Linked DNA regions of Macaca mulatta: region 1 is linked to region 2. A link is a contact called in public Hi-C data. All regions are on one chromosome and are shown on one strand. Each heading gives the region's core, a stretch centred on a gene start, on an enhancer-like site or on the middle of the called end of the contact. The rest is flanking DNA. Distances are from core to core; before and after follow the strand shown.

Region 1 (4,642 bases), core at 1,329-3,828, 96 kb before region 2:
CGATGGGCTCCAGGGCCGGCTTTTCTCCCCAGCGATTCGGGAGGCCCGGGCCCGGGGGCTGGGGGAGCTGGGGAGGCAACACAGCAGCCTTGGACTTGACAGGGCCAGGTCGGTGGTTCCGTCACCGTCCCTCAGCTCAGAGCAGGGCCTGGAGTAGACCCTGAGCATGAGACCCAGGCCCCTCCTGGGCAGAAAGGACGCTAACCCAGGCCCCCCTTCCCATCCCATGGCTCCCCCTTTCATCCACCTTTCTCCTCATCCTCTCTACTCTGTCACTCTCTCCCGGGGAACTCCTAACCTCTTCACTCTGCTCTTCTTTTTTTCTCTCCCCTTGTTCTCTCATCCTTGCAAATCACGAGGACAGAGAAGGATCCCCAACCCCCTCCCATACCCTGCTTCTCTTCTCTCAGGGTCAGAGCTGGGGACACTCCCCAGGGTCAGGAAGGAGGTGACTGCCAGGAGCTCGGGACCCTGCGGCTCTGGGCTGGGCCCTGCTGAGTAGAGGCTGCAGCCAGTACCTGCTGGAGTGCTGGGGGCTCTTGTCAGTGCGTGGGCCCACCGAGGGCAGGGGCTTGGTGACAGCAGCCCTCCCAGGGAGGCCTGGACTGTCATCCTCGTCACTTCCAATGGAGAACTGCAGACACAGAATATGCCCTGGGGCCCTGCCCCAACCCACCATGCAGCCCCCAACCCTACCCAGCCTCACACAAGCCCCAACATGGGCTCCTCCCCTCCTCTCTGCACCCCTGACCTGCCACCCCTCCAAAGGGAAGCCCCTACCTTTGCCTTCTGTGGGGTCCCTGAGGGTGGGGGTTCCACAGGTTCTGCCTCAGATTCTCCTTCCTCTTCCTCCTCTTCCTCCTCTTCCTCATCCACTCCAGCTCCCCCCTCCTCCTGGATGGGAGGGGTCCCCTCGGAGGGGGGAGCAGAGGTTTTCTCCTTCTTCCTCTTCCTCCTGGTGTGCCGGTCAGAGGTGGGGGGCAGCCGCCGCAGCTTGTGGGGTGGAGGCAGGCGCGCTGAGAGCGGGTGGTGGGTGTGGTGGGATGTGTGCCGGTGAACTGGGGGTGCAGGAGATCCAGTTGAGGCCCCCACAGCAGAAACGGGGGCCCTCCCCACCCAAGGGCACACACTTTCCAGCTCAAGGCCGCAAACAGGGGAACCCTAGTCCTTCCTCCAGGGCCATGACCCCCCAACACCTGTGTCCACATGCCTGTCATTGATGAGGTCTGGTGGAGTGGGAGGAGAGGGTGGATGGACAGGGAAGGTCATGAAGGGGGCTGGGAGGGGAGACGTGATACAGCAAGGAGGGGAAAGGCGGAGTTGGAGGAGTCGAGGTGGGACAAGGAGGGAGTGAGTGGGGCTGAAGGGGAAGAAGAAGGTCACCGTGGAAGGGCCCAGGCCCGACTCCCTAGATCTCCCCTGGTCTGGGGCCCACCTCCCCTGGCAGGCGGATAGGCGATGGGTGGGGGAGGCAGGATGACTGAACACGGCATGTGGCCCAGCACAGAGTCCAGCACAGTGTCCGGCACAGGATGGCACTGGGTGACCAAGCCGGAGGTGAGCGCGGTGATGGTGGCGATGAAGGTGATGGTGGCGAGGGCGGCCGCACTAGGGGTCCCCAGGCTACCCACACTCAAAGTCCCGCTCGCTGTAGCTGCGGCTGGGCTTCTCAGGGTCCCAGGCCGGGGGCTTGCTGATGAGGTCCCCAAACCTGCTCACAGCCAAGGTCTTCCCCAAGTCATCGTCCTCCTCCTCCACGTCTGGACTTAGAGGGGGCTCCTCCAAGGGCACCCGAACCTGCAGGCCCAGACAGCCTCTGCTAAGGACCCCTGACCCATGAAGGCCCCACACCCACCCCAACTCCAAGCCCTAGTTGGGGGACCTCAGCAGGCTCTCGCACCATCGGGCCCCCTCCCATTGCTCCCAGACCTGTGTCAGCATCCCAGAAACCACCCTCTCTGGGCTCCCAGAGCTTGTAAAGAGAGAGGGCTACCGATCTGGAAAATACCAAAAGCCCCCCTCTTTCTCCATAACCCCCAGCCCAGCTCATCCCTGGATCTGGGGGTGGGGTGGGTCCGTGGGTCTGCCAGAGGACGCCTCAGCCCACCCTAAGGCCCCTCCCCTCTCCTCCCCCATCTCTCCCCCGCCCCCGCGCACGCCGGTCACCTGGGGTAGGGGGGAGGCGCCCCCGGGCGGCGGGATCACTCCGTTGGCCATGGCCGGGTAGGCGGCTGGGGATGCTCTCACTCACTAAGGGACCCGAGACCCGGGTGAGAAGGAGGGGCCACTGAGGGGGCCTAGCGGGGAGCCCTGGGGGAGGAGGGCGGGGTCAGGTTCCTTGCGTTGGCGCCCCCCACCCGGGAGCCGGATCCACGCTCCCGGCCCAAGCGCCCCTCCGAGGCCCATCCACGCCCGGGACAGCCCGGGTCCCCCGCCCTGCCCGGCGCGCTCCGCCCCGCGGTACCTCGGGGCTCCGGAGCCTGCGAGGCCCAGGCGGGCCGCCGCGCCCCATGTCCCCCGCGCTCGCTCTGGAGCGCAGCCGCGACTCGCGTCCGGCCCCTCGCAACGCAGAGCCGGGCTGGCCGGGCGGACGCAGGCGCCGGAGCCCGCAGCCCGCGGCTCCACCTCCTCGCGCTCCGCTCCGCTCCGCACCTCCACCGCCGCCGCCGCCGGGCCGCACAATGGGAGCGGGCGGGCCGTGACTCACCCCGCCCCGGCCGGCGCGCCCCCCACGCGCGGGCCCCGCAGCACCCCACCTGCCCGCGCGCCCCTTCTCCAGGCGCCCCACGCATGGCTGGGGGCGGGGGCGCGGCCCGAAATTCCCACAATCCCCCAGATTCGCTCCCCCACCCTGCTTTTAACCTCCCCTCCCCTCCAGAGCCCAGGAAGCCACCCCCCTCCGCAGACACAGGCCCCTCCAGTCTTGGGAAAGGAGCTCACAGACCCCTGGAAGCACCCACCACCTCCCCTTTCAGTTCCACTACAGCCTTGCCCCTCAAAGTCCTGGCTTCTGTCGCCCGGCACCACCCAACGTTTGACCTTGACACAGTACCTCCCCCTCCTCCAGCCTCAGCTTCCCCAACTGTAGCAAGAGGGGCCTGCAACAGTGGTGTTCCAAAGTTCTCTCCACCTCTAAGATTTTATGGCTTCGTTTCCACATTTCCTCTCCCTTCTCCCCCCATCCCTGAGGTCACATCTCATTTTCCAAGGGCAAAAGGTCTTTCGAAGGAGCTTCTGGACCCCAATCGGCCCCTATCCTGGGATCAATGAAACTGAACTTCTACACAGTACCATGCCCATACAGCCCTGTGACCTTGGTACTTTACCCTGTCTGACCCCTGGCCTCATCTAGACCTCAGCTCAACCCAAGGAAAGATTTTCTGTGTGCATAGCCTTCCAAGGGGAAGGGAGCTAGGATCTGTTGGACGCCCATATTGTCTTGTGTGTGCTCACAGCCCTGTGCTAGCTAGGTAGGCCCTCTCCAGACTGACTGCCTTGTCTCAGGCATAATAATAAGAGGAGCTGTTATGATTCTCATTTGGTCAGCAGAGGACAGTGGAGACTCAGGGAGGCTCCTTACCTGCCATGATCACAGCTGGAAAGCAGGCTGCCGACAGGTTTGGGCATCATTATCCATGTATTGAAGGTGACTCTCCAAACCACAGACAAAAGTTTTAACTGAAAGAGATGTGCTGTCCTCCTAGGTCTCACAGGGTGAGTCCCAGGGTGGGAATTCCTAGGGTGGGAATCAGCTGTGCCTAGGCAGAGCATGTGAAGTGTGCCCCAAAACCCAGAATGGGAAGCCCAGCTGTTAAGGGTTGAATTGTATCTCCCAAAATTTATACGTTGAAGTCCTAACCCCTGGTACATGAGAGTGTGCCCTTATTTGGCAATAACATTCTTGCAGATGTTAAGATAAGGGTGAACTCCTCATCCATTATGACTGGTGTTCCTATGAAAAGGGGAAATTGGCCAGGGGCAGTGACTCACACCTGTAATCCCAGTACTTTGGGAGACCGAGGCAGGTGCATCACCTGAGGTCAGGAGTTCGAGACCAGCCTGGCCAACATGGTGAAACCCCATCTCTACTAAAAATTAGCTGGTGTGGTGGTGCATGCCTATAATCCCAGCTACTCAGGAGGCTGAGGCAGGAGAATTGCTTGAACCCAGGAGGCAGAGGTTGCAGTAAGCAGGGATTGTGCCAGTGCACTCCAGCCTGGGTGTCAGAGCAAGATTACATCTAAAAAATATATATATTACATATTATATATATTATATATATACACACACACGCATGTTTATATACAAGTAAAAAGGAGAAATTTGTACACAGAGACGTGCATTCAGGGAGAACACCTTGTGAAGACTGGAGTTATGCTGCCACAAGCCAAGGAACTACCAAAGCTGGGAGAGAGGCCTGGAACAGATCCCTACTGCCTTCAGAGGGAGCCTAGACCTGCAGACACCTCTGTGTCTGGCTTCTAGCCTCCAGATCCGTGAGACAGTAGATTTCCATTGTTTAAGCCACTTGGTTTATGATTCTGTGTTACAGTAGGCCTAGCAAACTAGAGCTATCCCAATTATTTATTCCTCTGAGCCAGGCAACGTGGTTCCAAGTCCCTACCTTGAATTTTGTTTTGGT
Region 2 (4,609 bases), core at 913-3,412:
GCGGGGGGCACTTCCTCCTGCCTACTCTTCAGTTGTTCAGCCCAGAGTTTGGGGGAGGAATGGGAGGGACCATCTGGCTCCCAACCCTGTCTACCCACCCACTGTAGGAGGAGGCTGCAGAACACAAGTCTTGCACTACCTCTGCCCAACCTGGAACCCCAGCCCCCAAGCCTCATTTGCCCCCCACAGGTCCCACTCACCTATAATTCTCCTCCCAGAGGCTTTCTTTGGGCCCCCAGCTTCAGAGCTCACTCTCCCCTCGGAAGTTCTGTAACTCTTGCTGCAGAGCCACTGGTCACTTACTCCCATTACAGTGGGCCACTAGCCCATATGGCACATTTATGCATATTCGAAAAAGGTGTGCCTTTCTCTAGGCAAAGCAGCTTTGTACCAAGGCCCAGATTTTGTCAGGCAGAGCATGAGCTGGACTTTAGCCCCCACTTGCCCACTCAGCTGAGTTCCCTTATTTAGTACCCATCCTGTACAAGTATTCACAGCAGCTCTGATTACCGGAGCCTGCCTTATAGGCTGGATGGATGTGTGTGACCACCATCCAGCCCGCTCTAATATGTATCCCAGGTGTAAATGCTCCAGGGAGTCTCCTCCCTGTCAGATGATATGCCCTATGGTAAGGGACCATGTGTAATGACCCTGCTAAGTGTTTTCAGTGCCTACCTAGCACAGTGACCCAAACACATCCTCACCACAATAGCTACTATCTATTGAATGCTTATTGATTCTTATAACACTACATGAGACAAATGTGATCATTGTTCAGATGAGAAAACTGAGGCGCAGACAGATTAATGTGCCCAAGACATCACAATTAGTAACTGCAAAGCTAAGTAAATTCAAACTCAGGTGTGCCTAATCCAAAAACCTGTGTTTCCTATAATATAGAGTCTAGACAATCTATAAATGTGTGGGATGAAAGAAAAGGAAGAATTATTCACAATGGTAGAGGGATTCAGAGAAGACTTGAGGGGCTCAGAAAAAGAACTCGGGAAAACACAGGGTAGCTCAGGTGAGGGATGAGATGGGGATCTCACCGAAGAAGCAGTAGACGACTCCAAACAAACAGCACATGATGCAGACGAGGGCCGGCAGTGCCTGGTACCTGCGCTCCAGGGGCTGTTCACAAGGGGCACCCCAGAAGGCATCATCTGGCTCAGGAGGCAGTAGCTGGAACCGCAGTGTTGCCACAGTCCCCGGCATAATGCTGGGAATAGAAGGGAGTCACCCTCCCAAGTTAACCTGACAGAGGGAAAGTTGGGGTCACAGAGGAGTCCTGGGTCCCCACCAGGATGGGGGTAGGAGAGGGATTGGGAGAACTCAGCAAGGACAGTGGACAAAGGAGTGGTATCCACATTTGTGCAGCTCTGGAAGCATCTCTGGAGTGGAGAGCAAAGACAAAGGGAAACAAAAGTGCCTGGCTAGAGGAGACTGGGATGAAGTTAAAAGAGGGACGGGAGTCAGGGGGGATGAGGGGAGTGTGCTGCCAGTGAGAAGAAGGCAGCCAAGAGATTCGTCTGTGGGCGGCTCAATATGGGATTGTCCAAGATTTACCTGGGCTGGAGGCGACCTGAGCTTCTGAGTGAAAGAGACTGTGTAGACGCCCGAGGGGCCGGGGTTGCGGGGCGCCACAGGCTCCAATTGACTGGGGTCCAGGGAAAGTCCGTCGTGCGAGGAAGGGGGCTGCTGGGCCGCAGAGACTGGTCTCGGCGCGGTGGCGGCGCCGCTCCACCTCCAACACCGGCTGGCACTCCAGTCCCGCGGCGTCCGGGAACTCGGTTTGGGCCTGGGGAAGGGGAAGGAGCAGGAGCCGGGGCTCGGGCCGCCCCAGAACCGCGGCCCCATGCCCTGAGCCCGCCCGCGGCCTTTGGTGCTGATGGACAGCTCCGGCCTCTGCTCCTGACGTCACTCAGGGCGCACCATCCAGGCAGGGGCGGGCTGCTTCTGACGTCACCCGGGACGCACCAACCACGCCGCGGGAGGCAGGGGACTCCGCCCCCGGCGTCTCCCTCTCCCGCACCGAGGTGGGGGCACTTCCGGGGGCCCTTCCCCTTTAACCTCCCCCTTCTCCTCCCTCTCCGGTAGCGGGAGCTCGAGACCCCACCCCGGGGGCGGGGCCCTTGCAGTGACACGTCGGACAGCTGCGGCCGCGGCTGAGGCTCTGGGGCCGAGCGCAAGAACCCTGCGCACCCTAGAGCAGCTGCTGGAGGGGAATCGAGGCGCGGCCCCGGGGATTCGACTCGGGTCGCTGGCTCTGCTCTGCGGGGAGGGAGCGGGCCCGCCCGCGGGACCCGAGCCCTCTGGATCCGCCCCCTCCCCGGTCCCGCCCCCTCGGAGCCTCCTCTGGCTGCTCTGGGGCTTCGCCAGGGCCGGGGACCCGCGGTCCGGGCGCCATGCGGGCATCGCTGCTGCTGTCGGTGCTGCGGCCCGCAGGGCCCGTGGCCGTGGGCATCTCCCTGGGCTTCACCCTGAGCCTGCTCAGCGTCACCTGGGTGGAGGAGCCGTGCGGCCCAGGCCCGCCCCAACCTGGAGACTCTGAGCTGCCGCCGCGCGGCAACACCAACGCGGCGCGACGGCCCAACTCAGTGCAGCCCGGAGCGGAGCGCGAGAAGCCCGGGACCGGCGCAGGCGCCGGGGAGAATTGGGAGCCGCGCGTCTTGCCCTACCATCCCGCACAGCCCGGCCAGGCCGCCAAAAAGGCCGTCAGGTAGTGATCGGCTGCGCCTGCTCCACCCACTGGGCAGCGGCTGGGACGCGCGCGGGGAAGCAGCCCGGGCCCGGGTCGGGCTCCGGAAGGAAGGGGCTGGCGAGCCAGGAAGTCTTTGGGCCCCGATAACTTCCGATGGCCCTGCCTTCCCCAAGAGTCGTGGGGCCAGTCCGAGGCTTTCTCTGGGCCCTATCCCGGCCTGGGCTGAACTTGCTGGCCTGTGTCCTAAACCGACTCGACCCGATGGCTCCCCAAAGATCCTACTAGCTCCCTGGCTGGGCTACTGGGGTTAGAGAAATGACTTGTATATAGGGTTGAGTGTACAGAAACAGGGAAAGAGAAAGGCGAGAACTAGGATTTACCTGGATCTCTTGTTCCTGAGTGGGTTACAAGGGCCACCTCAGGGTGAGCTGGGGGAGGGAGCGCCCATCCCATTAATGTATCTGCTGATGAGTTGAAATAATTTCTAAGTAACATTGGGTTCAAATGCTGGTTCTGCAATTTACCTTCTGCTTTAACAAAGGTAAGTTCCTGGAGCCCCTGAGTCCAGTTTGCCCCTCCCCGCAAAAACACTCAGTACACCCCTATGCCAAACGTTCCTTTATATCATTTATGTGAGGCATTTGTGGCAAAATGACATATTTATATAGAAATGAGTAGATACATGGTATGTCCAGCATTTGGCTGGACAGACAGATATAATCAGATATAATTAAACAGATATAATCAGTCTCATTTTACAGATGGCTCAGGTTAAATAACACGCTTAAGGACATAGCTACTAAGTAGCGAACCCTGGAGTCAGACCCACAATATCTCTCTCCTATCTGGGTGGGTGTTGCCATCTCACAAATGCAAAGAACTACCTGTGTAAGACCATTTCGTTTAAATCCTCATGACCCCTGGGAGAGAGGGTTTATTCTTATCCTATTCATAGGTGAGAACACAGATGCAGAGAAGACGCGACCTGCCAGAGTTTGTGCTGACCACCCCCTCCACCCCCCTCCACCCCCCACCCCGTTGTCTTTTTCATAACCTTGTGCCATCTCCTCCCCTAGGACCCGCTACATCAGCACGGAGCTGGGCATCAGGCAGAGGCTGCTGGTGGCGGTGCTGACCTCTCAGGCCACGCTGCCCACCCTGGGCGTGGCCGTGAACCGCACGCTGGGGCACCGGCTGGAGCGTGTGGTATTCCTGACGGGCGCACGGGGCCGCCGGGCCCCACCTGGCATGGCGGTGGTGACGCTGGGCGAGGAGCGACCCATCGGGCACCTGCACCTGGCGCTGCGCCACCTGCTGGAGCAGCACGGCGACGACTTTGACTGGTTCTTCCTGGTGCCTGACACCACCTACACCGAGGCGCACGGCCTGGCCCGCCTAACTGGCCACCTCAGCCTGGCCTCCGCCGCCCACCTGTACCTGGGCCGGCCCCAGGACTTCATCGGCGGAGAGCCCACCCCCGGCCGCTACTGCCATGGAGGCTTTGGGGTGCTGCTCTCGCGCATGCTGCTGCAGCAGCTGCGCCCCCACCTGGAAGGCTGCCGCAACGACATCGTCAGTGCGCGCCCTGACGAGTGGCTGGGTCGCTGCATTCTCGATGCCACCGGGGTGGGCTGCACTGGTGACCATGAGGTGGGATGATAAGCTATCCCGGCGATACCTCCTGTCATGTTCAAATCCCTCTGAGAGGCAAAGGGGTGGTGGAGCTACAGGCCTGGTTTTCCATGCCAATTCGGACATTTATTTTCTATCCCTGTGACCCCGGGTAGATTACTCAATATCCTGGGCTTCAGTAGCTTCCTCTGTGCCAATAGAAATAATTATTGCTCGGAGTTGTTACAAGGATTAGGGAAAATAAGGGAGCCTTGTACATAATAGGCATTTGATGTT

Evidence for each region. Hi-C and Micro-C count contacts between places; a contact is called where the count stands out from the background.
Region 1: a Hi-C map of fetal cortex germinal zone shows a contact between it and region 2, with 2.4 times the contacts expected there. The contact joins the promoter of SLC4A3 here to the promoter of TMEM198 in region 2. A contact is called at or near these places in 4 of 14 Hi-C or Micro-C datasets (CD4 T cells, blood, fetal cortex germinal zone and 1 more).

The regions. Positions count from the first base shown.
Region 1 is chr12:124,879,079-124,883,720 of T2T-MMU8v2.0, reverse strand. SLC4A3 (solute carrier family 4 member 3) reads right to left here and starts at 2,578. Exons shown (of 22, transcript XM_077957702.1): 1 at 2,465-2,578; 2 at 1,436-1,797; 3 at 781-1,058; 4 at 519-634; 5 at 1-67. The coding sequence starts at 1,493.
Region 2 is chr12:124,783,129-124,787,737 of T2T-MMU8v2.0, reverse strand. It overlaps TMEM198 (transmembrane protein 198), which reads right to left and starts at 2,162. Exons shown (of 5, transcript NM_001194308.2): 1 at 1,567-2,162; 2 at 1,050-1,254. The coding sequence starts at 1,215. It overlaps CHPF (chondroitin polymerizing factor), which reads left to right and starts at 2,172. Exons shown (of 4, transcript NM_001261199.1): 1 at 2,172-2,719; 2 at 3,778-4,351. The coding sequence starts at 2,406.